5 separate regions of the Mus musculus genome follow, and all the other regions are linked to region 5. The links are chromatin contacts, called in public Hi-C, Micro-C and promoter capture Hi-C maps. All regions are on one chromosome and are shown on one strand. Each heading gives the region's core, a stretch centred on a gene start, on an enhancer-like site or on the middle of the called end of the contact. The rest is flanking DNA. Distances are from core to core; before and after follow the strand shown.

Region 1 (5,542 bases), core at 573-3,072, 710 kb after region 5:
ATGAGAAGGGCCAGGAATAAGTTAAGGAAATAGGTGAGAAAGCCCATGGTTATCGTCTGCTTAAAGATAATTTCTCACATAGACTTCTCTACCTCCCCTACAGTATTCACAAAATGATTTGGTCATGGAATATAAGGAGAGGAGACTAATTCAGGTTTTAGTGCTATAGAATTGGCAGTGCAGTACATACTGATTGCATGATCTTTCCACCCATTTCCCCAGGGAATCTAGCATTACTAGTTGGGTTATAGTGATGTTAGATAGCTGAAGTTCATTCTTTATTTATATAGCCATGACTCAATCCAGATAGCATTCTTTTCTTTGCCTCATCATCCTATTATTTTTCCAATAGCACTCTATTGACATTTACTATTTTCTTTATATAAGGTTATACATGGAAGGATATACAGTTTTAGCAGGCTGTTACTGTTCAGCATATTTCTATCCAAGGCATACATGCTTCCCCTGAGATGACCAACTACTCATCCTGAGATCAATGTACCATTACTTCTGGGTCATTAACTTTATTGTATAAGATAGTTTACTTCCTGTAAAATTGGATAAAGCTATTATCTAAGTGAAGAGTAAGAGGGAGACGGGCATATATTACATTGTCATTCTTGCCAAAAAGTAGACCAAAGCTTTCTCCATCTTTCTTAAGTTTACACAGTGTTCATCTGATTAGACCAGAACAGGAGCTAATGGAAATATCCATGAAGTCATGGATATATGGCCTTTGTACAGCAGAAGATGGACTATTTCATAAAGCATTTGAGAGCAACTAACTTAACTGTTACCATCAACCTGGAAAAACTGCTTAAGTGATTACCTTGGTAATTATGTGTTAGACTAGTTTTAAACAAGTTCTCACTTTTCTGTTCTGCTCTATACTGGCTTATAATTTAGAAACACTAAATACCAATGTCACAATACTAGAAAAATAATTTCTAATACTTATGATGAAGTTCTTATGCTTCCAGTGTCTTTTTACTATTTTATTTAAGTCTAAATGTATTTCTAATGGATACTGGAAAGATTTAGCCTACAAACTGGAATTGATTGTCATTAAATTATTTCTCCAGCAATACAACTCTGAAATCAGTAGAAAGTAAGATGTAGCTCCCCGGTATTTAACACAAGTGAGCTTTTTAAAATTAAAAAAATTTATTTCCAAGGAATTCACTTGGTCATCACAGGAGGTAGTGCAGCAAAGGCAGTGTTAATTCCCTGTTAGTGAAGGCCAGGAATCTGGGTTGGACTTTGTACTTCCAGGCAGGAAACCATATCTTGCTCTTTTATATTCCTAGTGTATAGTCCCACACACATAAACTGTGGCCGATACAAGTTTGTTTAACAGTGATTGCATCATTGATGAAATAAATATGCCTGGAGAGCAAATAAAGGCACTGTATCCTTTGCCTTGAAACTGTAAGTAGTACACATGTCCATGGTTTTACAGCATAATTTTGCTGTTTACCTTGACAGGAGATTAGGGAATGTGTTTTAGGCTGCAGAGCTATACTCTGCACTCATTCATGAAGAAAGGTACCTACCACATATGCATCTTGATCTCTTCTCTCTTGTACACATGCTCATTTCAAATCTGTTTCCAAATCACTAGCCTTCTTACATCTCTGGATTCTTCCTTTACTCCTGTAACATAAGGAAGATTTACATATCAGTTTGAGAGACTTGCTTTTCTAGTTGGTTTCCTTTGTTTGCTTCATATCTGCTCTTTTGTTTACCCACTGTACTTTCCACAGCTTCTCAGCACATTGCTGTGCTCGTATCCTTGGGATGTCAGCAATGCCTGTCTGCAGTTTGTTGAAGGTCTGAAGAACCTTGAAAATGTAGCTTTCCTCAAAAGGTTTCAAATTGTGCTTACTTCTAATTGTAACTGTGCTGGTAAAAATTACAAGCCTACTGGGAAGGAAAACAGATACCTCAGTACCTCGGTGGGAATGAATGTCTCTTTCAGGGTTTTTTATTCTCTCGAATGTTCAGTGTTAGGAAGACTTAGTCATCACCTTGACATTGATCTCTCTAATGCATCTTTAGGTTAGTTGCTGCTTAAATTCCTGGATAAACCTGGAAAGCATTTGAATGTTTTAGAAAACTTGACAACTTTACACTTTATGAAAAACATTGTAATATTTTTCCTTTATTTATTTATTCCAGCTAGCTCTATGCTGAGGAATGTAAAATATGGTAACAAAATATAAAGAAAATATTTTGTTTCAGGAGGACTGTCTTTTCCTATCTTCCTTTTCCTTGAAATGCATGTCTTTTCGTCCCTTAATTTGCATATTACTTGTTAGACATCTCAGCTAGGTAAAAGAACAAGCTTGTTTTTAACTGACAAAGTACTTCTAAAATATTTGATCTCATTTGATCTCCATGTCCTGTGTTACCTGCACTTATGGAGGTGAAGAAGCCAGGCTTCTAGTGACTTGATTGACATCACATAGCAAGGAGTGGAAATGGACTTGGAGGAAAATATGTTCCCAAACGTTCATTTTGAGTTGTGTGTGTGTGTGTGTGTGTGTGTGTGTGTGTGTGTGTGTTGTATGTACTTACTGGTGCTGGTATATGTGATCAGGGATTGCTATCCAGTGCCTTTTGTTTTATGATACATGGTCTCTTAGACATACAGAGCTCAGAGATCACCATCTTGGCAAGGCCATGATTTGCCTGCTTTCATGCCCTAGGCCTGGGGTCACAGCCAGGTCCTGGCACATCTGACTTTTGCATGAGTGCTGAGACCCTGAACTCTGTTCCTCATGCAGCAAGCACTTTATCTCATGCTCTCTATCTAGCCCTAACTTTTATTCTTTTTTTTTAAATCTTTAATTTTTATTTAGTAAGTCTTGTTAAACTATTCTGGTAGTAGTCAAAATCATATGATGCCTGGAGCTCGTTTTAAAAGATTTTGTATCAAAATATTTCCTGTTATTCTAGTTGCTGAATTTTACAAAATAAATATTTCAATTATTTGCAGCCCACCTGATCTAAGCAGAACATTCTTTATATCAGACATGGTAAAAGAGAGTAGAAAAAAAGCCCTATTGATGTTGGTGTTGGTAACAACAAAAGTGCTCTCAGCTCCCTCCCCCTTTTCTTCTATTGCCATCTTTGTGTAGGACTCCCTCACAGTCCAGGCATTCTTTCCCTCAGAATGCATGGGCCTGACAAAGGATACAGTGTTAAAGTTTTCTTGCCTGTGCTGACCCTCTCTCCAGGCTCCCAGTTTTGGGTGGAGAAAGAGGTATAAGTTTGGATCACTGGGTGCCAGCAGGACATAGCTAGAGCTAGCTACTGCAACCCAGTCTGTTCTAGGCATCAGACATGAATAGCTTTTCTAAGTTTGGAAGATTCTTATACCATCAGAATGAAGCCTCAGTGAAGACTGAGGCAGAACTGCACCATCCGATCTTTAGTTAGTCTTTTATTGGTTCAGCAAGAGTTATTTGAGGGTTTACATGATCTAAAATTAATAGGAGTCTTCTGTTTGCTTTTGGATAGAGGGGGAAACATCAATTATTCAGTAATGGTCTCTGAAAAGTTGAAGAACTACCTAGATTCCTATACTCTCCATGACTTTTCAGCATCCATCAGTTTTACCTAAAAATACTGAAATTGTGGTACTTTTAGATCACCACTTTGCTATATTCTTTAACTCTCATTGTACCCAGTCTCCTGTCACAGAGCCCACGTACTGTACTCCTTCATGCTGAACAACACTAGATAAAGTAGGTGGACTAGTAAGAGGACAGCATATACAACTAACTACCTGATTTCTGTCTCTTATGACCAAGTCAAGCCATTTGGTATATAATTGATCCAGAGAAAGGAATCTGGCAGATAGAAACCAAATCACTCCATAGTTATGTGGTAGCTGTTAAACAAAGCAGACATTTTAACATATAGCAATGATTATTATAAACAAACAAATATTTTCCTGTAAAAATTTTAAGGAAACTTACTTAGCACTGTAAGAAGACAATATGATTATTTTATTTTGTGGCTTTCTTTCCAAAATGTACATATTCAGAGAGAGAGAGAGAAAGAGAGAGAAAGGAGAGAGGGGGAGAGGGGTTAGCACAGATCTGGCAATTAAATTGTGTAGACATGAAATTATTTATCCACATATAGTGGGGTAGCCTCTAACATCTGTGTTCCTATGTTCATGTAGAATGTTTGTTGCATTGTTTTGATCATTAGCTTCATTTCCAGATTGGAGAGTTGTTCCCCTGGGGGTTAGTTCCCAGAACCCTTAGATATGAGCACCAGTCTTAGACACAGGGATGTTTGAAGCCAAGCATCTCTGCTCTATGCCTGCCATGCCACCTGGTGGTATAGAGTGTTGTACTGACATCTGAATATAAAGGAATGGTTAGGATTTCTAAATTTACATTTTACATGAAATGGAATACATAGTCTATGCATATGTGCATAAATACTCACAGTGCACAAAAGTAACATTGTTTTGACTTTAAAAGTAATTAAAATGTATCAAATGTAAAATTAACCTAATTGCAAAATAAATGTAACGAGAAAAATTGAACCATGCAAACAATAAATTATATAAAATAGCAATAAATTTCAGAATTATCAGGAATGACAGATAAGTAGAACTGAGCAGAATTTAGAAAGCAAGATGGTGACAGTTTGAATCATTGAGGAGATGAAATATTCAATACATTGTACTGAGCAAGCAAACTAATGAGATGATTAAAAACAATGATGGGCAGGGTGTAGTGGTGCACGCCTTTAATCCCAGCATTTGGGAGGCAGAAGCAGGCAGATTTCTGAGTTTGAGGCCAGCCTGGTCTACACAGTGAGTTCCAGGACAGCCAGGGCTGCGCAGAGAAACCCTGTCTCAAAAAACAAAACAAAACAAAACAAACAGACAGACAGACAAAAAAAAAAAAAAAAAAAGATGGAAAGATGAAGGCAGGCATGATGGTGTACTTGGGAGGCTAAGACGTGGAGATTGCTGTGGATTCAGTGTAGACATAGCTACATGACTAGTTTCAGAGTTACAGGAACTTCATAGCAAGATCCTGCCTCAAAGCAAAAAGCAGGAGGAGGGGGGCCTCTGGGGGGGGTGAGAAATCGGGAAAGGGGATCACATTTGAAATGTAAATAAATAAAATATCAAAAAAAAAGGAGCAAAACCGACTATAGAACTCAGTCTTATTATTCTAGATCCATGGAAGATCTCTTAAGTTCTGGATGGATGGAAAATTAATACACTAAAGAGCTCATACTGCTGAATTACTGAGAGAAAAATACCACTTGAGTCTTACAGTGGGAAAAGACTGCTGGGATACCCAGAGGCCACTTAGATTGTACTCTTTCTGAAAAAAAAAAAAAAAAAAAAAAAAGAAGTTGAAAGAGAATTTCAAAACTGTAACACTTAGTAAGTGAACATTAAAATCATTTCTTTAAATGTTTAAGGTTAAATGGATTACATTGTTGGGTCTTAGCATTTCATAGAATGCTTGTAGATGATGTGAACATTGTGAGTTTATGTTCCTCT
Region 2 (5,714 bases), core at 355-2,854, 660 kb after region 5:
TTGAAGGATGGATTAAACATGGAAACAATGCTCCCTTCTCTGAAAAGAAATATCAAACATCATTCATTTAATCTAACCATCCTGTTGATCATATTAAGTGCCAGTTGCTAGAGTATTTTAAAACAGAGAGTGAGCTTTATTTTTATAATTTCTTTGCTTTAATAGCCAAAAGCATAATTCAATTCTAATTTATGAAAGGTCATACTAAACTTAAGTTGTGGAATGCCCTTGCAGTGCTGAGTTGTGATAAATAAGGCAACTAATAGCCAGATCGTAGATACAAAAAAAAAAAAAGATAACTACACAAAATATTATTGAATGCGTTTTTCATTATCTGCAAGTTTTACAAAAAAATTACAGCATGATCAGCTCATATACTTTTATTATCTGTTATGTTCGATACTTGTTTGCACTTTTCTAGTGCAATTTAAATAAATAAATAAACTATATTAATCTCCTTATTTCAACTTACAAAAGAAGAAAAGTGCATTATCTCCTTTGAAATAGGTATGACCTTTGGGCACTACATTTGTTAAATAGACTTAAAAAGAACAACAATATAGAGTATATTTTTCCTTTATCATTACAGAAATTTCCGGGTTTTTTTTTTGTTTGTTTTTTGTTTTGTTTTGTTTTGTTTTTTTGAGGTCCAAGTCCCAAATGTGACTCTCAAGTTGAAGCAAGGAAATAACATTGATGGCAGCCTGTTTTCATCTCTGAACATTTAAACACAAAATTTGCATGGAGACCTTTCAGATTCTGGACTTTAGGCTTGACCTGAATGATGTATATGTGTGTGTGTGTATGTATGTATGTATGTATGTATGTATGTATGTATGTATGTATGTTTGGTGTGTGTGTGGGGGTGGGGTGGGGTGGGTATAGAATAGACTGCCCAACGGGTTCCGAATAAAAGCAAAGGAACTTTTCCTATTTTCTGAAACTGTAACTTTGCCATTGACACTTAAAGGGATGGATTGGCTTCCGGTGTCTGGGGTACCGGAGGCCTCAAGCTCTTTGGGCAAAGTTGGTTTCTTGACCTGGACACCATCTTGAGTACTTCCAGTCAGAATAAGGAAGCTAGGACCCAAGCAGACAGAACTTTAACGGCCCTTTCAAAAGAAGCTCCGGTTGGCTTTTTCCTGGCGCCCCTGGCCGGCGTTTTCCGGGCTCTCCACGTGTGCGCAGGCGTGTGCCCCAGTCCTACCGCTCTCCTCACGGAGCGGCTCTCTCGGGCCAACCGACAGGAAGTGGAAGGGGCGAGCGGCGCTCTACAGGCTCCGCTCCTTTCCAGTGCCTGAGGGGGGGAAAAAAAAAAAGCAGCGGACGAAGCAGAGGAGGAGGAGGCTGGGCGCAGGCGCGTCTGGAGCGGAGACTTTGATGGCAGGTGCAGCCTCGCAGCATCTCTGGCCGCCGTCGAGGCGCGTGCGCATCGGTGTCCTGGGCCGAGGCAGCGCGCGGCAGGGAGGTTTGAGAGACGGCTTGAGGGGCGGGCGGGGTGGGGGGTGGGGTTGGGGGGGAAGCCGGGGGCGCGCGCGGGCCTGGGCGCGCTCCCGCTCAGTAGTGGCGCGCTGAGGGGGAGAGGGGGCGGGGCGCGCGGGGCCCGGCGGAGGAGCAGGCGCGCTGCGGCCCCGAGGGGGGGCACCGCGGAGCATCGCCTGCCCTAGAGCGCCCGTCTTAAGCCCGGCAGGCGCGCCGCAGCTTCCCTCACGCCCAGCCTCCGAGGGCGACGACGCGCGCTCCACAGACCCCGTCCGGCGGCAGAGGCGCTCTCCAACTCCCGCGCGGCAGCCGAAGGACGCGGTAAGCGGCGGGCGCCCGCAGCCGGGGTGGGGGGACGGGGAATGGAGCTGCTCCGGGATGCACAGTTGTTCTCTGTCCGAGGTGAGGGAGCGCCGGCGCCCTCTGAGGCGCCCGGCGTTGGGGTCTGTGGAGAGTTCGGTCTTGTCACCCTGCGGCGGGAGCGAATCAAGGGGGCGCCCGTCGGTCCCGACGCGGGACCTTGCACTTGACTGAGGCAGGGATGGGCGGCTGCGGCGGCCGCCTGGAACTCTCCGGCTCGCCGCCTTCTGTCTGAAAGTGCCTGAGGGCTGCGCAGGGAAGGGACTGTCCCCGGCTGCGCGAGCACCCGGGACCTGCACCCGGGACCTTTCGGTGACCGCAGTCGTGGACAGAAGACAGCACTGTCGCTCGTGGCCCGGGCAAGGCGGACCGGAGTGCGGGGCCGGGTGAGGAGGGGAGAGGCTGGCGGGTTGGCGGGCCGGGGGCCGCGCGGGGCGGTCGCCTGCTGCTAAGGAGCGGCGCGGCCCGGGATGGGCGCTGCGGGCTTGCAGGCGGTGAGCGCGGCGCTGAGCGCTCCAGGGTGCAGTGCGTCCGGGCAAAAAGGACGCTCGGAGGTGTCTCCGGTCAGCACCTGACCTGTGCGCTCCGGGGCATTGGCTTTGAGGGTTTCAAAAGTTGGATACCGAGGACATGCCACTCTGCAGCACTTAGGGACAGGATCACCGCTTCCCCCAGTACCCAGATGCGGTACCCAGGCGCGCAACATCTTTTAGAGCTCTGAAGGGCATGTGGAGGGACCGCAGTGCTCTGCGTCTCCCAAACTCAAGAAAAGATGGAAACTCTTCTGTTGCGGGAGGAATTAGCACAAGGGAAGGCAGGGGTGACTTTTGAAACCCTGACCCTTTGTTGAGCCTCCACCGTTGTGACACAGTGTCAAGACAGGGCACAGACTTATATTTCATAAGGCTGTCTGCCCTATTAAAAGATTCCAAGAAAAACAGTTAAGTTTGGGGGGTGGGGTGGGCGCAGGGCGGGAATGGATCATCTTAGGCTGTCAAATTGTACAACTTTGTTTAAATTTATGACAGGAATGTGCTGCAATTTGGCTAGATGCCAAATATGCCCTTGTTTCAATCTATAATGCCACATTCCCCCCCTCCCCCAAACAAATACCCACTTGAATGCAGGCTTACTAACCCATGAGCCTAGATTAAAAAGGACATTCGTTAGAGACAGTCTAGAAAGTCTTGCATAATCAGGATTCTAATAGCATTAAGGGTCACGCATTGTCCCTAGCCGTTTTGTTTTGTTTTGTTTGTTTTTTTTTTTTTTTGAAAAAAAAATCACACTTAAGCTTGTGGTAAGAACAGAACTCTTGTTAATCAAATTAGTTTAATTTTCCCTGAAGAAGAAACAGTTTCTTCTTTGCTTGAGGCCTTCCAGTGACCATGTCTGCTCAGCAACTCTTAATTCTCCTAGATGGTGACTAGGTCAGCATTGCCTGATTTACCTGCCACTGGCAAGGTTAAGTGCAAGTCTAGTGTTGTCTGATCTGTCGCTATAGGAACCCTTTTAAACTATAGTGAAACAGTGTCTGGACATTTAGAACCACAGCCCGGCTTTGTTAGGCTCATTTGAACAACTGCACTAACAAAACCTGGCCTTTTTCTACTGGAGAGAATGGAACTCTTGGAGTCCATGCTTTATAGTTTTGTGTTTATACTGAGACTTAGAACACCTGTTATAGTAAACAAATTCAGTAAATATATTTAAGAGAAGATTTTGTAAGATCTAACTTTGATAAGAGTTGCTTTGTAGTTCAGATTTCTATTATTTAAATTGGGGCATTTCAAGGTACCTGTGAGCAGATGTGAGTTTAGTTATCACTTAACTATTGCTGTAAAACTTACCATCAATTCTCAGACACCTTTTCAAAATAATTTATAGACCTGAATATCAAATAATGCAAGTTTATTGATTAATTAATTTTCAATTTCCAGAGCACACCTGAAAATTGCCAAGACACATAACCATGGGTACTATTGTTTCCTTATTTTTGACAGTATATGAGTTAGTGCTTATTTTTTTACAAAATTTTTCTGAGTTACTCTACAATATTAATAACCAGAACTTCATAAAAGCTAGGGGCTAAAATAAGCATTTTGCAAACCTTGCTCTATCTTCAGAAGTTATTGGATATGCCATGTATGTATGTATGTATGTATGTATGTATGTATGTATGTATGTATGTGGTAGCAGAGTGTCCAAAATTTTTACGTGTGAATCTGTAGCAGAGCCAACAGTACCATTTTTTGAGGTATACAGACAGAACTATTTTGTTTGCAGTTCATCCTGGTCTTTGCCTAGTGGCCTGAAGTACTAAAATGGAGACAGAAGTACCATTCTTCTTGATATGCTTTGTCTGGGTTCCCTTTCTGTTATCAGCTATCACTTACTGCTGCTGTCAGACTGGGAGTGGGTCCTGATGCTGTATTATCCCTTGCCTTTTTTTTTTTTTTTTTTTTTTTTTTTTTTTTTTGTCCCCTTGAAATGGTGTATCTATTGCCAAGTACAAAGCCCACAGATTCCATGACAGATAATTTTTGTTCTTGTGCTCTTTGCTGTACCATGGTCTGAATGATTGATGTCCTCAGAAGAGTGACCCCTGTATGAAAGGTTTTAATGTTTGTATACAGAAAACTTTGTGCAAGAGATCCTTAGAAGAATATCTTCACTCTAGATAATTTGGCTGTTTTTATTTTGTTAATTGAATCAGCACTTTGATTTCTTTTTCTTTTTTTTCTTTATTTAAAACATTTTAAATGGCTTGGGTAATCTTTCTTTTATGTACTTCTTTCTGCCATTAAGTCTCATTAACTTGGTGTAGTGTTAATAGTTCCCTATCCTGGAAGCTAAGTAAAAGTGTAATTTGATAGTCCTGCTAACCATCCTGGAGGTTTGTTAAATTATTTAAATGTTACTTTGCATACCTGCCTAAGGAGGAGCTACTTAATCAAATAAGTTTGAAAAGAAAAGTCTATTAGTCTTAAAAACAGTGGCAGTCATAGGTTCTTATTGTGAAGCATTTCATGAACATATATTCTTTCCTCCAGCAAGTATTTATTAACAGCATTACAATCTGTGCACTGAGATTATGCAGATTATGCAAACTGAAGTAGTTACTGGTCTAAGAGGGAAATCTATTGGTACATGACCAAGGGCTTTAGGGACATTTGTTTTTAGTTGTAGTGAAATACAGTGTCTTGACATTTGAACAACAGTTTAATACACTATAACATGTTTTGCACATCTAAGACAAAGTAGGAAACTAATATTAATACAATAGAAGAATACTGTCATTTAAGTGCTGTGGTAGAAGTGTGATCAGAGTGCCTGAGTCGGGATTTGGAAATGGCTAGTTATCAATTCAGGAAAACTTGAAAGGATTCCTGGAAGGGGGCATGAAGTCCAGACAGAGTTGCGCAAATAAGAGCCTTTAAAAGGATTTCTGGAAGGGGACTGAAGTCCAGAGTAGCACAAATAAGATCTTGCATGTTTGTTTGACACCCTGAGGGGTGTGGGTCTCTCTCTCTATGCAGAATTGCTTTTAAAAAAGGTATGATATAGTGAAAGGTCAACTTTATAGCAGTCTAGAGTGATGGATCTCAGACATCTGAGACAGGAACAGCTGTCAGGTATTGGGATGACCTTGATAAGAGGACCTAACTTTGGAAGTGTTAATTGAATGAAGAAGAGAGAGTACTAGTACCGAAGTAATAACATGATAGAGTCTAGAAGAGTGGGTGGTGGATGTGATGGTGGAATATGGAGGAAGGCTGGGTGGGATAAGAAGCAGATTTGAGAAGCAGTGGTGTCAACTTTAGCTTGGGCCACATAGAGTCTGAAGTGCTAAGTTCACTATAGATGTGCAT
Region 3 (5,962 bases), core at 1,897-4,396, 540 kb before region 5:
TGTGTCAGCTACTAGAATTTGCATGGGAGGTCAGATACATTAGAAATAAAGAAATGCGTGAGACATAAGAAATAGTACTGGGAAGACGATGGGGGTCCAAAATTGGACGCTGTATCAGAGATGTGGTGGCCATACAGAGAACGTGGCCATGATGAGGCTGACAGAGGTGGTGGCCATGATGAGACCTGGGTGATTGGAAGGAAGGACCTGTCAATCTATTGTGTATGTGTGTGGTGGGGAGAGATTGGGGGGGGGGGTAGAGCCAGCAGTGAAAGAATGCAGAACAGCTCTACAAAGTAGGAAAGGATGGAGTGAAAGAAGTTTTTACTGTACATAATATTTTTATAGATTCATGATGGCCAATCCTCAGGAGTGTCTCTCTCTCTCTCTCTCTCTCTCTCTCTCTCTCTCTCTCTCTCTCTCTGTGTGTGTGTGTGTGTGTGTATGTGTGTGGTGTGTGCCCTTATTGTCAGAGGAATCCATAAACCTTTACAGAGCAAACCCTGCATTTCCAAGGTCAGCAACAGCGATTATACTCTCCTCCTGTGCATACCCGAGGCTATCCTGCTAGACCCTGTGAGCTCTGCAACCCCATGCTTACTCCATCCCTGTCTAATGAACTACCTTCACAGTGGCTACTATTGCTCCTGTGGTCGTTTGCTCGTAGGACCTCTTCATTATTCCTCATATTCAGATGATGACTAATAGTTTCAGTGCCTGGACTATTTCATAACAAAATCAAGCATCTGAAAAAATAACCATATCAAGAACTGGCAGGATGGGAATGAGAACAAAACAAAGGGACATTTAATGGTAATTGGATAAATTGCTGCAGATTGCTATTCCGAAAGATTCCATTGAAGCGTTTCTGTGTGCACATCATTAATATCATGTTTGCATCTTTTTATTTAGATGATGGGTTTGGGCCTAGCATGTGGTGCTGAATAAATATTTATGGGACAAATGAAGTATGCAGAAATGTTTGCAGAAATCAATCATTTTAAACACGCTAAGGAAGATTTTTACTGTTCAATTTTTTTCCCTCCAGTAATTGTCTGTGCACGCCTGCTACGTAGAGACAATGCCACAAGCACTAGGGACAAACAGGCCTGATAAAATATGATGTCTGCATGTTACAAGTCCGTATGGGTTAACAGTCACCATGATTTCCCTATGCTAACTGTTGACCCCTAACCTTGACTAGGCAGGGCTTCAAAGAGAAGTCTTACGACTCCTGACAGAGAAAGGGAGGGAGCAGATGGAGGGTTGACTTAATAAACACCTGATAAGCAATTGTCCAGAAGAAAAGACAGAGGTTAGGGGAACCAAACAACATGTTTATTGGGAATCAGATCTGTACTACATGAGAGTTTTTGTTTTGGGGGTCTTTTTTGTTTTTTGTTTTTTGTCATGAGGGTTTGGGAGTGTTCAGCATACTGCTGAGACTTAGACGGTCTCTATGGATACTGTGTAGGGGAATGGATTGAAATACAGCAAGGCTCCAGCAGGGAATGGTCTCATTGGCGGTCTCAGCAATTCTGTAAGGCAGTTTATTGACCTAAAATAGTAGCAAGGGGATAAGAGTGAGAAAAACTCTGTGGGAATACATATGGAAAAGGGAGCATCCAGGCATCCAGGTACCCAGTTCAGATGGCAAGATGGATGCTGTGCTCTCTTCCCAGCTGGAGAAGGCTGTGCCAGGAGCCGGTGTGTTCAGGACACTGGCTTAGGGAAGAGGCTCTCTACTGATCTACCAAAGCACTGAGTATGTCTACTCCGCTAAAAACTCAGTAGAACGGAAAAGCATTAAAAATATTCCTTAATGCTCTTAAACAACAAACACCCCAACTTTCCGGACTAGCTCTTCATTTTCTTACATCTTCTTTATTCCCTGTCTCGCCTCCCCTTCCCGTTTCTCCCTCCGTCCTCTTCCTCTACAGAAGATATTCTATAAGCTGACCTATTAGCATGATTTATAAATGTCTGACTCTAAAGATTAAACACTTACAAACATTAACATGAGTCTTTTTTATTACAGCTCATTATTATACAGATGGGAACACTAAAGTTCAAAATAGATCCACTTGCAGCATATACCCAGCAACATCTTAGCTCAGAGGCCAGAAGGCCTCACTGGCAATAATTTTTACAAGAATAAATTGACAGTATTGATTTTATAATATTTCATGTCTCATACTCATATTCCCAGAGTTTCTGATTGCCTGTAAAGTGATTCCATCTCAAAAGTAATTGAAAACTTAAAATAAGTCTGGCTTTCTCCAGGGAGAGCAAACAATATGTAATCAGGATATTTATACTGCAATGAATAATACATAAGGACTAGAAATACTTCTTTATACCTTAAAAGTCACAAGTGCATTTGTTTTAAAGAGTCCTTGAAACACTGGCTAAATGAATTATTGGTTGAACTATGAAGTTTAGTTTCTTTTTGTCCTCTATGTTTGAAATAAATTGAGTTTAGTGTATCAGTGCAATGTCTTAATACTACTTCTTCTTACTAAGTTAAGTGCCTGCTCAGCATACAATTTAAAATAGAAGACAGCATATTTACAACCTTTCACGGAAGTAAGTGAGGATTGCGGGGCGGGGGCCAGGGCGTGGGGGGTGGGGGGAGGCTCACTTGGCTCAGTGTATTACACAGAATGAGGGAAAGTGGGACCATCATCACAGTAAACTAGAGAATGTTCTGTGGATACTCCCATAGTATCCAGAGTGCACAAGATTGGACATTTATCTTGAACTTGAAGGTTTCTTGATTGGCTAAAGCCTGGCAGCTGTATATAGTCTGTGATTCTTTATTTTTTGATTGCATGCTTGTTTTACTGTACTAGGGTTTGAGCCTAGGACCTTGTACACAGTAGAGAAACACTTTTATGTCCCTGGTCTGGCATGCTGTATATTTCAAATGTTTGTATCAACCGTTTGATTTCAAATGTCTGTTTGTGTGTTTTTTGTTGGGAAATTATTATCTTAACATATGTAGAAACCAAGGCTGAGGTGTCAGCTTCAGTTGGTAAAGAGCCTGCTGTATAAGCATGAAGACCCAAGTTTAGACTCCCAATTCCCATGTAAAGAGTTGGGAAAGCTGTGGAGACTGCTGACTGGCCAGCCAATGTAGTTAACCAGTGAGGTCTAGGTTCAGTGAGAAACACTGTTTAAACAAAGAAAAACAAAACCCTAACCAATTAGCTTTATGGAGCTCATTGATTTTCTAGTTTCAACTCTATCATGGATTTGTTTTTTGCTTGTTTGTTTTGTTCTGTTCTGTTCTGTTCTGTTTCGTTTGTTTGTTTGTTTGTTTCGGTGGTGGATAGGTACATTGAAATATATTTGACAGTGACCATGTAAGGTCTATTGTGAAGCTTCACAGTTCGCAATTGCTAGTCAAATTATAGAAGCTCATTGGGATGTACAGACATAGGATCTGATTAATTTCAGTGTATGAAGTTTGTTTATCTGCAATGTTTTAATTATATTTTTATCATTTAAAACCAATTTTTGATTGAAATATATTTTGATCATATTCTTCCTCTTCCTCAAGTCCTTCCAGATCTTTCCCACTCCATACCTACCCAATTTTAGGTTCTTTCTGAACATACAAAAACCCAAAAATAACAAGAAAAGTCTCTAAACCGAGAAAGTAATACCCAAGCAACAGAAAACAACACAACAAATATGCAAACAAAACTCTCTCTCTCTCTCTCTCTCTCTCTCACACACACACAGCATGTGAAGTCCATTATATGTTGGCCAACTACTCTTAAACATGAGGCTTGCCCTGTTGCAAAACTTTTTATAATAAATTTTAATATTAAAAAAGTGGAGGGAAATTGAGGAAGATACATGATACTAGCCTCTGACTTCTGCATTCATATGTGCAAACACACACAACCACATACAAAATTACAAACATACTTTGAGATCATTAGATGAAAATACTGGTGTGTATAATTACATGGAATTTATAGATAAAAGAACATTTTGATAGTGCCAAATGAATTGAAATAATAATAATAATAATAATAATAATAATAATAATACCCTCCTTTTGTGACACAGGTCAAAATATGTACCAGAAAAAATCTCTCTCAACTGTCTGCATGCATGTACACACAGCCCGTAAATGTGTACAGCTCAATGCCAAGGAACCTTCAAAGGAAAGCAAATCCTAAGCAATTTGAGAATGGATAGTATGGAAGGAAAACAAGTTTTCATTTGTTGGTCTCAGGGAAGAGTCATTCAGTTGAACTTAGAGCAAGAGAGGCTTGGCTGAATATATAACAGTAATAAATTGATGAGCTACATTTCAGGGATTACGTACAAATCCTCACAGTACAGAGTTTTAACCTATCCTGTCCAGATATTCAAACACTGTATTTAACTGCTTGGCTTGTGATTTTCTAGCTTCCTTTTTGATGGAAAAGACCAGACAGCTGTGGCGTGTAGCATACAGAGCTCAACTGGGCAGCTTTGTGTCAGACTCTCACTAACAGTCTCCTGTTAAGAATGTCATGTCGGTCCTCAGGGCATTAAGCATTAACCAAGAACAATGCCACCTGCTATTGCTTTTACAGCCACCTTAATTAAATAGAGTTCTGGCTATTTCTTTCAGCTGTTTTACTTAGTTCAGAAAGGTTAATAAAGTGAAAAAAAAAAAAGGATTGGGTTTTAAAAAGAACTTTTAAAACTCTACTGTGACCCAGCCCCGATTTTGAGTTTTGGGTTTAATCCCTTGCCTGGCTCTCCCCAGGACACTCCCATGCCAGACTAGTTTGTAAGTGTTCTATGTTTGTATCTTTCCTTCACATCAAGAAGAAGTGCACAATGGTTGCCCTGCGTTTTAAACTCCCCTTCATGGAACTTAGAATTATTCAAATGGTCTTCTCTGGACACTACCTTTCTTGCTTCACAGGCTCCTTAATGTCAGCTAGTGACATTTGCTGAGTGGCCATGTTGTATGGGGCACAGTGTGATGTGGCCTTTGGAAAACTTTGTAAGTTGTTAGACTGTCTGTTAAGGAATGCTGTCCTTGGTATGCCACACGTCAAAGAGGCAACAGTCTGGAATGAAATAATAGCTGGAAGGGTTGTAAAAGTAAATTGGCTAATTGATGCTGTGGGCCCATGAATAGCTCGGTGTTATTCGCTTTGGTGAATGTGTGTAAAGCACAAACAGTAGAATTCATTTGTACTGACCTCAATTAGAGAAGCAGAGCCGCCCACTGATACAGGGACTCTGGTGGAAATCCATTCGTTATGCGCTTTTCCTATTGACAAAAAAAAATCATTATGAGTTTCATTTTTTTAGCCAAATAAATTATATCGAACGGACTGAAACATGGAAGAAAATAGCATGCCAACTGGGCGCCTGCACAGAATGTACCAGTTTTATTTCCATAGTTCAGTGATTCAGACAGTTGGATTAACTTGTCCTTGGTTTCACGTGATGCTGTTTGGGAGAATTTGCATGCAGACTCTAAACAAAGTATTAGTTTAGTCAGATGGATACATTTGGGTAGACGGTCAGCGTCACATTATTCTGACAAAAGAAATGTTAAGGCGATTTTAATCTCAGCAGATTTCTAAGAGATTTATATTCTTAAAAGAGATTTATGTATTTTATGTGAATGGTTGTTTTGCCTGCATGTATGTATGTGTATACTGGGAGCATGTCTGGTGCATGAGGAAGCTGTGAGAGAGTATTAAGTCTTCTGGAGCTAGAGATAGAGAGGGTTGTAAACCCTCACGTGGGGACAAGGGCTACAACACAGGTCAAACAGCAAGTGCTCTGAGTTGCTGAGTCATCTCTGCAGCCCCTACATTTTATTATTGAGTAGCTATTCACTCATATGTATGAGAGGGTGTGTGTGTGTGTGTGTGTGTGTGTGTATATATATATGTGATCCAGAGGTCAACTTTAAGTGTCACACCTCAGGAGCCCT
Region 4 (5,612 bases), core at 2,501-5,000, 560 kb before region 5:
GGCTCTGATTTTGTTATCCATGTAAAGGGCCAGGCCTGGCCATGAGTGCATCTGTAAACCCAGTACTGTGGGGAGCAGGGACATGAGGATCCCTCAGGGTTGCCTACCAGCACAGCTCTAGGTTTAGCGAGAGGCTGTCGCAAGGAAATATTTCTCAAGGAAGTGATAGAAAGGGATATTCATTGTGCCCCTCTGGCCTCTCTCTGCATGCATAATGGGCACCCTTCCAAACATGAACATATGCCAACACACACACATGCACACATGCACTCATACAAGTACGACTAAAAGCTCAATTGTGAACATATACATCATTCTTTTTATCAATTTCTCTCTTTTTCTTTCTTCTTTTTTGATAAAGTCTTACCATGTATCTATGTCTATCTTGGAATATACTATAGAGAAAAGGCTAGCCTTGAACTTATAAAACAATCTACCTGCCTTTGACTCCTGAGAGCTAGTATTAAAAGCATACATTACCATACTCAGATATCTATTTATTTTTAATGAATAGCTCATTGATTCATAATGTTAAAACTGATAGGCCTTTTAGAACCTTTAAAATATAATTTATTAAGTACTGAAGGACCTTATATTGGATACATACATATTGGTCCATTTAACAACTGTATACATTAGACATCTTCTTGATTTCACAGACAAGGAAACTGAGACTCAGAAGTGGATCTTCCTTAGTCATAGATAGCTATCAAGTGGCAGGCTTGGGATTTGAACTTAGATATGCCTGGGTCCAAATTTCACTAGGGAAAGAAGATAGCATGATTGTACCATCAATGAACATTGTAAGTAAACCATTTAAGCTACTAATGTTGCAAGTTTTTCACCTCTATAATGACATTCTACAACCAAAAGAAATTTAAGCATTTTAAGGGTTTGACTAAACAATGCATTTGAGAGAAACTAGATAAACTTAAGGTTGTGATTTTACTATAATTACTTCCATACATTTTATAAGTTTCTTAGGTAATGAACTTTTTGAAGTCAAGATTTGCACCTTAAATCATGGCCAGTTGGCTGCCCATGATAGACTATTGAAATCACTTTTGTTATTTTTTCTTTTTGATCAGATTTCTAAAATGCACTTGTATATTTATATTTATTAAACTTCAAGGTGGTGGTGTATGGGACGCAATAGAAAATAAAATTAGTCTTTTCTAAGTCCCTTTCAAATAATTCTTCAGAGAAACGGAGCACTCTGACCATTCCTTCCCTTTATTTTACCATCATACTGTCTTGGAGGAAGAAGACCTGCTGTGTACAGCTTTGCCTCGAAGAGATGCCCTGGCCAATGTCTTTATTCTTTATATTTTCTATTTGGATTTATACTTGATGGCAATGAGAATACTTACTGGGTGTATGCAATGGGCCAGGAAGGCTTCTGACAGGAGTATTGGAGTGTTTTTAAATAGAATTGTGTTTTATTTATTTGTACTATGAAAGTAATATTTTCTAGAACTTTGAGTTGTTTTGTATGACTAGGTCATAACTCATTGGCCCCTCAGTTATCCAGTTTGGCTTACCATGGTCTCAGTGACCAGGAGTCGCAGCTTTTGTTTTGCAGCTTTTCTGCTTTATCATTGGTTGTTATTAGTCTACTACCGGAATGCTTTATAAGTCAACCTTTGCTCTAGATCTACATATATAGGAACTATTCAGTGTGCGTAGTGTTTAGTGCTCTCCCTAGAGTCCACTGGAGTCTTGGAATGTATCCCCCGTGGATAATGGGAGAGGACAGACATATAAACTCTAGTGACATGCAGTGCTGGCTTTTCCTGTGGCCTGTGGGCGAGCGCTGCTGCGTGGGAACAGAGTGGGGAAGCTTGTCATCATTCCTGTCCTTGAGCCTTCTGCTCACGCACGAGGCAGCCAGATTCCAAAGGCTAGCTGCATTCTGAAAACGGTGACACTTACTGAATTTAGAACTGTAAATGTACAGAGATTTCTGGGCACCAAACTAAACATAGGTTTAAAGGTTCGAACAGCAACAGAATAGCATGGGCCTGTGTGATGCATTATATTCTAGAACTCTCCACATACTGAAAATTTCAACCAGCTTTCCCTCCCTTCCCCCAAGATAGGGTTTCTCGGTGTAGCTCTGACTCTTTTAGAACTGGTTTTCTAGACCAGGCTAACCTTGAACTCTGCCTTGAGATCTGTCTGCTTATGTCCCCCAGTGCTGGGATTAAAGGTGTGCACCACCACGTCTGGCTTCAATAATCATTTTTAAAGAGCTATATCCAGTCATCTTTCTGTAAAATTCTACAACTCCTTCAGCATGTGTGTATTTCTACTAACTATACAAATGCAACTATACTATACTATACTATACTATACTATACTATACTATACTATACTATACTATACTATACTATACTGTATGCAACTATACTATACGCAACTCTACTAGTGATAGTGATTGGAGATGCCTTTCTCAAGACTAGGATTCACTCATAAATAAATATTGAAAAGTTTTGCTACAGTTACTTTCCATTTCCTATGCAACTAAAACAGTTCTAGGATAGCTATTTAAATGTGAAAGCTTCCATACATCCATGCTTTTTCCCATGCCTCTTCTTTGACATTCCTCCTATGCCTTTCTCTTTGCTTAATTTGCAAGCTCCTTGTTGGCTTTACATAGGAGTGGTGCCCTTCACGGACACTGTGAATCCTGAGATTTTATTAGTTTTAATTATGAAGACCCTTCTTCAGTCAGTGAGTGGATGAATGGTTTAGGATTACAGCTATCAAATTCATGTGATTATAGTCTCAATTTTATAGCTTGAGATAAATTTCAAGACATGGAGAAAAGTGAAGTCTTAATTTAGAAAGCTATTTTGTCATCAAACAGGATATTGAACATATTCTACACAGGTGTTGAGTTAGTGGAAATACCTGGAAGAACCATTTTGTGATAACCATTTTTCTTTTAAGTCATCCGCTTTTACTTGATTTTTCTGAAAATTAATTCTTTGCAAAAATCACTTAGCTTTATTCTCAGAGTCAGACAGTATGTAGTAAAATAAATAATAACTAAGAAGGCTTTTCTGCAGATTCTAGAAACTCGTGTATGTTGTTAGTGGAATCAGCTTCTTGCACGTGACCTTTTTTTGTTTCAGAGAAGAATACGATTTAAAATGTTTATTGTGAGTATTTACTCTTACTCCTCTGGTTTCATCTCCTAAATAACTCAGAATTCTGGGGAGGGGGCAGTGTGAAGGGAGACAGAACATTACCTCCACTAAAAAAATATTTATTTTATGTGTTTAAGTATTTTGTGTGCCATGTGTGTGTTTGGTACTTGAGGAGACCAGAAGAGGGCATCAGATCCCCTGGAACTGGAGTTTTACATGGTTGTGAGCCACTATGTGGGTGCTGAGAAGCAAACCAGGGTCTCTCAAAGAGCAGAACATATTCGCAATGTTGAACCATCATTTCAGCCCTACAATCTACAAGTTTTTGAAGTTCTTCAATGTTAGCAAACTGAAGCTAAAACAACTAGAATCAACATTTCCACTTCTCCACCAACCTATGTTCTTCTTCGTTTTGCAATCTAGATCAACAACCATTTACTTCCAATAATTATATGTGTGAATCTAAATTGCCATTGAGAAAAAAATTTTCCATGTGTAATAGGAAACCTTCTGAAAGCCTAATAAGGCTAATTAGTGTATGTAGCAACCAATTAATTCTGAGCACAGAGAAGAGGAAAAAAAGTGCTTAAGAGTTAAGTCCAAAGGCCTCATGGCCCACAATTTACCTGCCTTTGCAACAATGGGATGGTCTTTAGGACCAGAATTTGTGTGTGTGTGTGTGTGTGTGTGTGTGTGTGTGTATGTGTGTGTGTGTGAGAGAGAGAGAGAGAGAGAGAGAGAGAGAGAGAGAGAGAGAGAGAGAGATTTATATAACTCATTAGAAAAAAACTGAAAGAATGCTCTGCATCGTGATTTAAATGTTCTGTGTTTAACAGTTGGCATTGCTGTTTTGAAGGAACTCAGTTCAATGTCCTAGGGATTTAATCATTAACTTAGCGGCCAGGGAGACCTCAAATATTTAGAGAAGCTGATGCTCCTCCAGCTCCTAACACAAGTCAGAAGCTGTTTTTTTTTTTTTTTTTTTTTTGTTTCCCATGCTTGGCTTGGACTGGTCCTTAGGGAATCGCAGGAAATGGCATGAAAGGAGCTGGGGAGAGATGAGGGCATCTTCAAGAAAGCTCTCCTTAGCTTGAGCCCCACCACTCTTCTTACAGTGCTAGGGGCTCTGTTTTGTTGTTGGTTTAGTGTTTTCCATGAACAGTTTTCTCAACTGCTCTCTCATTCTCTTACGGGGTACAACAGCTTCCAGGGCAGCTAGAAAGAAACTCAGTACTTTGTTGTACAGGCTTCTGGAATGCTCACTTCTGGAATGGACATTAGCATCTCTGCCAGAGGAAAGCAGTCTGTGTCTTAGTCACTGTGGCCCTTTCATACACATGTCCTTTCATTGTTTGCCACTGATGCGCTGTTCTGTCATGGGGAACACTTCAACAGAAGTGGCATGAAGGAAGAGAATCATCAGGGAACAACAATTGCCATCAAGCTACAAATCTAATTAAATTATTTGGTTATGAATATAGTGTTCTTTCACATTTTTGTATATTTCTTGGCTATACGTATGTCTATTTGCAAGACAGACTTGTTAATTGCTAATTTGTCTCACTTATCATTCAGACCTGTTAGAAAGTTGAAATTAAAAATAACACGTTTTTACGTGCATATAATCATTTATCTTTTCCTTACCCATATTGGTAATGGAATCCAAGGTCTCATGGTTGCTAAACAAGGACTTCTGTCACTGAGATATCTCTAGCCTTCTTTTTAATTTTTATTTTGACAAAGGATCTTACCAAATTGCCCCGACTGACTTTAAACTCCTTCTACAGGTCAGAATGGCCTTGAAGTTACAGTCTTTCTTCCCTAGTCTCCCAAGCAGATGGGCTTGCAGGATAGTGTTTTAGGACTGGCTTTTTTCTAACGTTCCATTCCTTGATCCAGGAAGTTGTTTCCCCAAATTTCCATTTTTCACAGGCAATAGTAATTTGTATCAATATCTCAAAATTGATGACTGAGAATCTGCTCTGATTACTAATGTAAGCTCAAATAGCAAGTGCTGCTACCGTTTCTGAAACACTGCTCACAGTGAGAGATGGAAGTTGGATTTAAAATGATAGAGGACAGGCAACAGGGGCTCGGTTGTAAAATACTTGTGCAAACATGAAGAACTGAATTTGTGTTTCCAAGAGCCATGCCAAAAGCTGGACATAGCAGTCATGGCTGTAATCCCAGCATGAGGAGAGCAGAAGCAAGAGTAAGCACACTGTCCAACTGGTGTGGCAGAACTTGGGACCTCCAGGTTCATGAGTGACCCTGTCTCAAAAATAAGGTGAAGAGCCACTAAAGAAAACACATGTCATGGACGTTTGGCCTTCATATTTACATACATACGTGTGCACACCTACCTGCACAAATACAACTAGTGAACAGAAAGACAACATGCCAAGCTGTTGTTTACTAATTTTACAACTGAACTTCACACAAAGTGTCTAAAAGGCTCCA
Region 5 (5,379 bases), core at 2,139-4,638:
CCTCATTAGTTTTCACACCAGGACACCATGGTGTTCCTGGTCAGTTTGCATTCTTTCTCAGAACAAGAGCAAATCAGATGACGGGAAGTATCGTGGAATTCCATCCGAGTGAATACATAGACTGAAACCTAAAGTATATCGTAAAAGGAGAATCCGAAAATCCATTTGTCAGAGCCGAGGACAAAGGCAACGAACGATACCCAGACGTCTTTAAGTGGCATGTCTTAAAAGATGTATTCAGTGAGGAAAACTAAGTCTAATGGAATTTCCTCTCATTACTTAAAATAAACCAGGTCACTGAGATGGGGCTGCATTATGGGATTCTGTTCTTTTTGATTCCAGCTTCATTTCATCACACCATGAATTCCCTTGGAAATCCGTAGGCACCTTAGTCACTGTAACTCCGGCATTTCAGTATATGGACTTTTGTTTGATTCTAATCACCATCATCACCATCACCATCATCACCATCATCACCATCATCATCATGTGGGCACACTGCTCCCAGTTGTTTTTGTTTTTTGTTTATTTTTTTTTAAACTTATGTCAAGAGCTCTCAGGATGAAGTATCTTTGTGGCTATAAGCTAAAGGTGTAAAATATATTGCATGATCTGATGGAAAGTTTCATGCAGAAAACCCAGAAAAGGCCTAGCCTACACATATCAAAGCCAAGCTAACTTCCTAGATTACAGTAAAAATCTCTTCCTACTTCCCCAAACCACTGAAGTTAAATATACCTCGCTGTATTAAGTTCAGCTGTAACTACAACTGTAACATACATTCAACTGAACCATGACCCATTTTTTTTTTTTGTCTCAGAAGTGAAAGGGGAATTATGACAGTTATGAGACTTGCATTTTTTCCATTTCAAGATCCTTCTGAACAGATTTCAGCAAGGCCCCTCATGACATTTATTTGCTTTGCAACATATTTATCTATACCATTGCTTAGGAGACAGCATTTTAATAACTCGCTGATAACAATTATATTTTTCACCTACTTTTCAAAGGAAACAAAGCAAGAGGCTTTTGGCAAGGAAAAATGGTAATATGTAATATGATACCTAAGTCCAAAATTCAATTATAACTACATGCTATAACTACTTAGAAGACACCAACCATTCACACAACAAATACAACATTAACATATATAAATAAATGTGGTTTAAAATACCCACCCCTAGCAGAAAGCTTTTTGGTGTTGATAATTTTGGCAGCATACTCTTGTCCAGTAGGGATTTTCATACATCTTCTCACCACTGAGAACGCCCCCCTGGAAACCAATAATTAGCAAGTCGTCAGTATAATCAGATCTAGTATCCACTTGCAAACTCACAAATCTGAGCGGTTTCATGAACCTTTAGTGGTCTGTCAAATAGCAACATAATAAAAGCATTATCTAGAAAATAAACAATTCTTTCCTGCCAGCCCAGATCTTTTTTAATGTTGTGGAATGAAAGTCGTTTTTAATTGACTGGAAACACGCAGATTATTAATCAACAAAATAGAAGGTAATGCCAATTATGACCACTCTTTTTTGCACATGAAATTTGAAAACAATTTGTAATTCACACTCACAAAACACCAAATGCTCATAGCAAACCCTGCAAAGGACCGAGCTGGGGAACAGAAGAAAAAAAAAAAAAAACTGTTTATTTCGGTAGGAAACATAATTAACGTGGTTCCAACTAAGTAAATATGGCGATTGTTTTCATTAAAACATAAATCTCGAGCTCACTGGTGTGCTTTAACAGGTTCTGGGGTAAGGTGATTTCTCTCTGCCTGGTTTGGGCTTGGGGGGAGGGGAGAGATTTAAATTAAGCTGCTCTTCCGACATACTCCATGTTTCAACAGCAGATCATCTATAAAGATATCATTTTCATTTGATTTAAAAGTGCTCACACTTCCTTTTATGCAACTGTAAGGAAACCTACAGCACACACACACACACACACACAAATGCATCCCTTCCCTGATAGTGGAAATTAGCGATAGGTTTGGGGTTTGATGCTCGGTAAACCAACACTCCCTCCTGACTGAGTCTCTAGTTGCCCCTGTGCAGATCTTCAGTAGGTACCCTGTCCCTCCTTAACATCTCAAGGAAGTCCTGCCACTTCAGTGGAGGAGGTCGTTTTACACAAGCTAGGCTACCCTGGGGAAACGCTCTCTCGGGCTCTAGGGCTTTCCTCTGCCTGGATAAATAAATCCTCTCAGAGACGATGTACACCTAAATCCTAGAATGATGGTGAGCGACTCATCTTAGTGCAAAGAAGGATAGCGGATACATGGCAGGGACGTGGGTTCTGTTGGGTGGCCCTTTTCCTGAACGGAACAACTACTTGGATGCCGAACCAGACTCTCCACCAAGCCAAGTTGAACTTTCGGCATCGATAAATATGGCACCATCTCAGAGAGCGAGTGTTCTCTCGTTAGCTCATCCGAACCTGGGTCAGATCGCAGATACAGCGCGGGCTGAGCAAGAGACATCTATTTACCAAAAATGTGATAAATGTTGCATTTTACATGCATCTCCTTTCCTCTCCGAACACACATACACACACATTCGCACTCGCGTGCGCGCACACTTCTCAGGATGACAGCTACAACTGCAGAGATCATAAATTCACTAAGTCCCCCGTGGAGAGGTGGAGGACCCGAGAAGATGGGCTGGGAATTCGGAGCACCCGCCACAGTAGGGCAAAGGTTTCCTTCCCTGTGTGCCCCACCCGCACCAAGCCAGGGTCCGTCTCCCCGCCTCGGCCCGCAGGCTCTCTATCCCCACGAGGGAGACGAGGGGTCGTGGGGAGGAGGAGATGCCAGGCAGGGACGCTTACTTTCCGAGCTCCTCAAAGAGCTGATACTCGTCGGTGAACCGGGTGCAGGTGGTGGTCGAAGCCATGGCGGGGTCTGGACAGTGCGACGGGCGACACGCGAACAGACCTGGCTTCCCGGGACTGGCGCCGCCGCGCTGTCACCCGGGGCCGCCCTCACTTTCCGTGTCCGAAAGTAGCTCGCCGGCGAGGGAGTGCGCGCAGGGGCGGGGCGCGCGGGGCGAGGTGGCCAGACCAGCCCGCTCCGCGATCCCTTGTCCTCTCCTCCTCCCGCCGCGGTGGCCGGGCCGAGGGCTCCCGAAGGGGCGGGGGAGAGGTGTCAGGAGGGGTTGCCGCGGTCACCGAGGCCGCACGGAGAGCTCAACGCAGCGCCCGGAGTGGCGGGCGGCAGCGGCCGAGTGAACACCCAGCCGGTCGTTCCAGCGGGCAGAGGAGGCGCTGGTGGCCCGCGCTCCCTCCTCTCCACGGGGCCGCAAGGCTGGGAACCCGCGGGGCGACAGAGTGCGCTCGCTCGGCTCGGGCGAAGCTGGCAGCCGCGGCTCCTCCCCGGCGCCTCCTCCCTCCTCTCCCCGCCCAGCGAAGCCCCCTCCTCGGCGGCCCCACACCTCCCTCTAGCGACTCCAGCCGCGTCCCTTCGGGCTGCTCTCCCGCAGCCGTCTAGGGAGACCGAAGGGAGATGCGCGGAGCAGCAGGGAGCGCGCTTAAGGGGACGGGACTGAGATGTCGCAGTGACCCACGAAGGGCGGAAAGATGAGAGACCACTCGAAGCTCCCACAACCCGGATGCCTCTACCCGGGCGGGATGGCCGCGAGGCCGGGGAAGCCGAGAGAGGGAAGCAACCCTTGCATCTGGGCGCGGTTCGCGTTTACTGCTCCCAGACCCGGGTCCAACGTCCCCCGGCTCGCAGCTACTGCCTGGGGCTGCCAGCCTTGGCCACCTCTGCTGCGCCCGGCTGTCCCTTAGCTAGGGGCAAAGATGGTCAGGGCACCACGTTTCGCTTCAGTTTTTACTGTCACGTCTTCGCCCTTCTCTCCCCTTTTCCCGACTAGGGCGATCCCCATAAGCATTTGCTTGATCATAAACTCTAACATAATGAAACCCAAAAGTGCACCACTCTGCCACACCTTCCTTCCTCTCCAGAGTAACTCCCCTGTAACCTCAGCAAGTTCTGATAGTAAGAAGGCTTCTCGCGAGATGTCCCACGCCAGTGGCGAGGGGGTGGGGCGGTAGGAAGGTTGGCTGTGGGTCACGCGACCCAGAGGGGGCTGACGTCATTAGCGTCACGTGAGCGTGCCTAGCCTGTTTCGCGTTGCCGAGGGAGAAGGGAGAGGGAGGGTGGGAGTTCTTTACCTGCATTCTCAAAGAGCAGGCCAAGTAGGGGCACAGGAGTGTACTCCCTCAGTGGCTATCTGGAAAACCATTTAAGAGTTCAAGAACGTGTGTACAGTTAAGCATATCTGACACTGTTGCTTAAAAATTAGCATGGAGAAAAAAAATTAGCATGTAAGATGGGTTAAGGTGTAAGTGGTGGCTAAGATCATTTCTGAGCCTTCTTTTCACTTCTGAGTCTTTAATAAACGAGGCAATTGCAGATTTAGAGGCCTACGGAAAATAGAGACGCATCATGAACTTTTAAAAAATTTTCTTCAGACTGTTGCTTTTTGTTCTACAGCAGGAAACCATAAAATCCTGCATTTCTATTGCTTATGTGCTCGTGCTTAGAATCACATCGTGCACTTAAAATTTCACAGTGGGAAGATGATAGATAACTTTCAGTTAGGGAGCCTGTACATGCTTTTAGGGCGGCTATAAGTTACTACTTTGCAGGTTCTTTTATTCCCTGTTCTAAAGAATGCTGAGTGGCCTTTGAACTGAAGTACTCAGACGGCCATATAATTTTTAAATGCTTTTTTTTGTTATAGATTTTGCAAATATTACTCATACTTCTAATAGCCCTCTCCCACTCAACACAAGAAAATACTTTTTGAATTTAGTCATCATTCAATGTCTGCATTGTTTTGCCCATGAAAATGTCATTTACTGGCCTGTTTTACTATAATTTTCCCTTCAATTTTACTTACATCATTTGATATTCTGCCCACGCACTAGATTCCTAGTGCTGATTTTTGACGTTGCCAAGCACGTGGGATCAGCACACGTCCCGCTTTGTCTTGTATTGTTCCTACCTGGGGGCCTCTGCTGTTCAGTTGTCATTGTGGGACACCCTTGGAAGCTTATTGAAGTTCCTCTGTGGTTTTTATATAGCTTTGATTCCTTTTTGTTTTTAAAAGCAAATTTTGTTTTTTATGTCCTTAAATTTGAACATTTTTATTTGATTGGAATAGTCTCAGTGTGTCTCTCTTAAATGGCATGGAACTCACTATGCAAACCAGGCTGAGCCTCAAACTGAGAGATCCACCTGCCTCTGCCTCCCCAGCCTGTGACTAAAGGTGTGAAATACCATGCCTGGCTAAATTTGAACATTTTTAATAACAAAACTGAAATGAGCTTGGATCTTAAATCCTGGCAATAAAAGATAAGGATTACT

What was found. Promoter capture Hi-C pulls out the DNA fragments that hold promoters and counts their contacts. A called contact is a pair of places that touch in the nucleus more often than the background predicts.
Region 1: a contact with region 5 is called in a Hi-C map of Sertoli cells, with 5 times the contacts expected there. The contact joins the enhancer-like site here to the promoter of Camk2d in region 5. A contact is called at or near these places in 3 of 39 promoter capture datasets (cranial neural crest, frontonasal cranial neural crest and maxillary cranial neural crest), 1 of 15 datasets of contacts at CTCF or cohesin (the NIH/3T3 cell line), 1 of 484 Hi-C or Micro-C datasets (Sertoli cells) and 7 of 115 datasets of contacts at active chromatin or transcription factors (the 230-238 cell line, astrocytes, embryonic forebrain and 4 more).
Region 2: a Micro-C map of embryonic stem cells shows a contact between it and region 5, with 9 times the contacts expected there. The contact joins the promoter of Ugt8a here to the promoter of Camk2d in region 5. A contact is called at or near these places in 9 of 39 promoter capture datasets (the C10 cell line, cranial neural crest, embryonic stem cells and 3 more), 5 of 484 Hi-C or Micro-C datasets (cerebral cortex and embryonic stem cells), 4 of 115 datasets of contacts at active chromatin or transcription factors (SST interneurons, astrocytes and embryonic stem cells) and 1 of 9 other capture datasets (embryonic stem cells).
Region 3: a Hi-C map of liver shows a contact between it and region 5, with 1.8 times the contacts expected there. The contact joins the enhancer-like site here to the promoter of Camk2d in region 5. A contact is called at or near these places in 2 of 39 promoter capture datasets (liver and stem cell-derived epiblast-like cells) and 1 of 484 Hi-C or Micro-C datasets (liver).
Region 4: a promoter capture Hi-C map of liver shows a contact between it and region 5, with 2.0 times the contacts expected there. The contact joins the enhancer-like site here to the promoter of Camk2d in region 5. A contact is called at or near these places in 3 of 39 promoter capture datasets (the 3T3-L1 cell line, embryonic stem cells and liver), 3 of 484 Hi-C or Micro-C datasets (embryonic stem cells and rod photoreceptor) and 3 of 115 datasets of contacts at active chromatin or transcription factors (the NIH/3T3 cell line, embryonic stem cells and stem cell-derived neural progenitor cells).

What each region holds. Positions count from the first base shown.
Region 1 is chr3:125,880,836-125,886,377 of GRCm38.p6, reverse strand. The region is part of intron 2 of Ugt8a (UDP galactosyltransferase 8A); the gene reads left to right. Among named protein-coding and RNA genes, the nearest start is that of Gm40145, 16 kb to the left of the region's middle. Within about 2 kb of position 1,822, at least 26 of the 459 cell types and tissues checked have an H3K27ac peak or open chromatin away from gene starts, as enhancers often do. A contact at or near this core is called in Sertoli cells, where this site is marked.
Region 2 is chr3:125,934,542-125,940,255 of GRCm38.p6, reverse strand. It overlaps Ugt8a (UDP galactosyltransferase 8A), which reads left to right and starts at 1,604. Exons shown (of 6, transcript NM_011674.5): 1 at 1,604-1,803.
Region 3 is chr3:127,129,770-127,135,731 of GRCm38.p6, reverse strand. The region is part of intron 1 of Ank2 (ankyrin 2, brain); the gene reads left to right. Among named protein-coding and RNA genes, the nearest start is that of Gm16958, 29 kb to the left of the region's middle. Within about 2 kb of position 3,146, at least 14 of the 459 cell types and tissues checked have an H3K27ac peak or open chromatin away from gene starts, as enhancers often do. A contact at or near this core is called in liver, where this site is marked.
Region 4 is chr3:127,152,504-127,158,115 of GRCm38.p6, reverse strand. All of the region lies in intron 1 of Ank2 (ankyrin 2, brain), which reads left to right. Among named protein-coding and RNA genes, the nearest start is that of Gm16958, 6.0 kb to the left of the region's middle. Within about 2 kb of position 3,750, at least 31 of the 459 cell types and tissues checked have an H3K27ac peak or open chromatin away from gene starts, as enhancers often do. A contact at or near this core is called in liver and stem cell-derived neural progenitor cells, where this site is marked.
Region 5 is chr3:126,594,960-126,600,338 of GRCm38.p6, reverse strand. It overlaps Camk2d (calcium/calmodulin-dependent protein kinase II, delta), which reads right to left and starts at 3,388. Exons shown (of 21, transcript NM_001346635.1): 1 at 2,835-3,388; 2 at 1,179-1,273. The coding sequence starts at 2,899.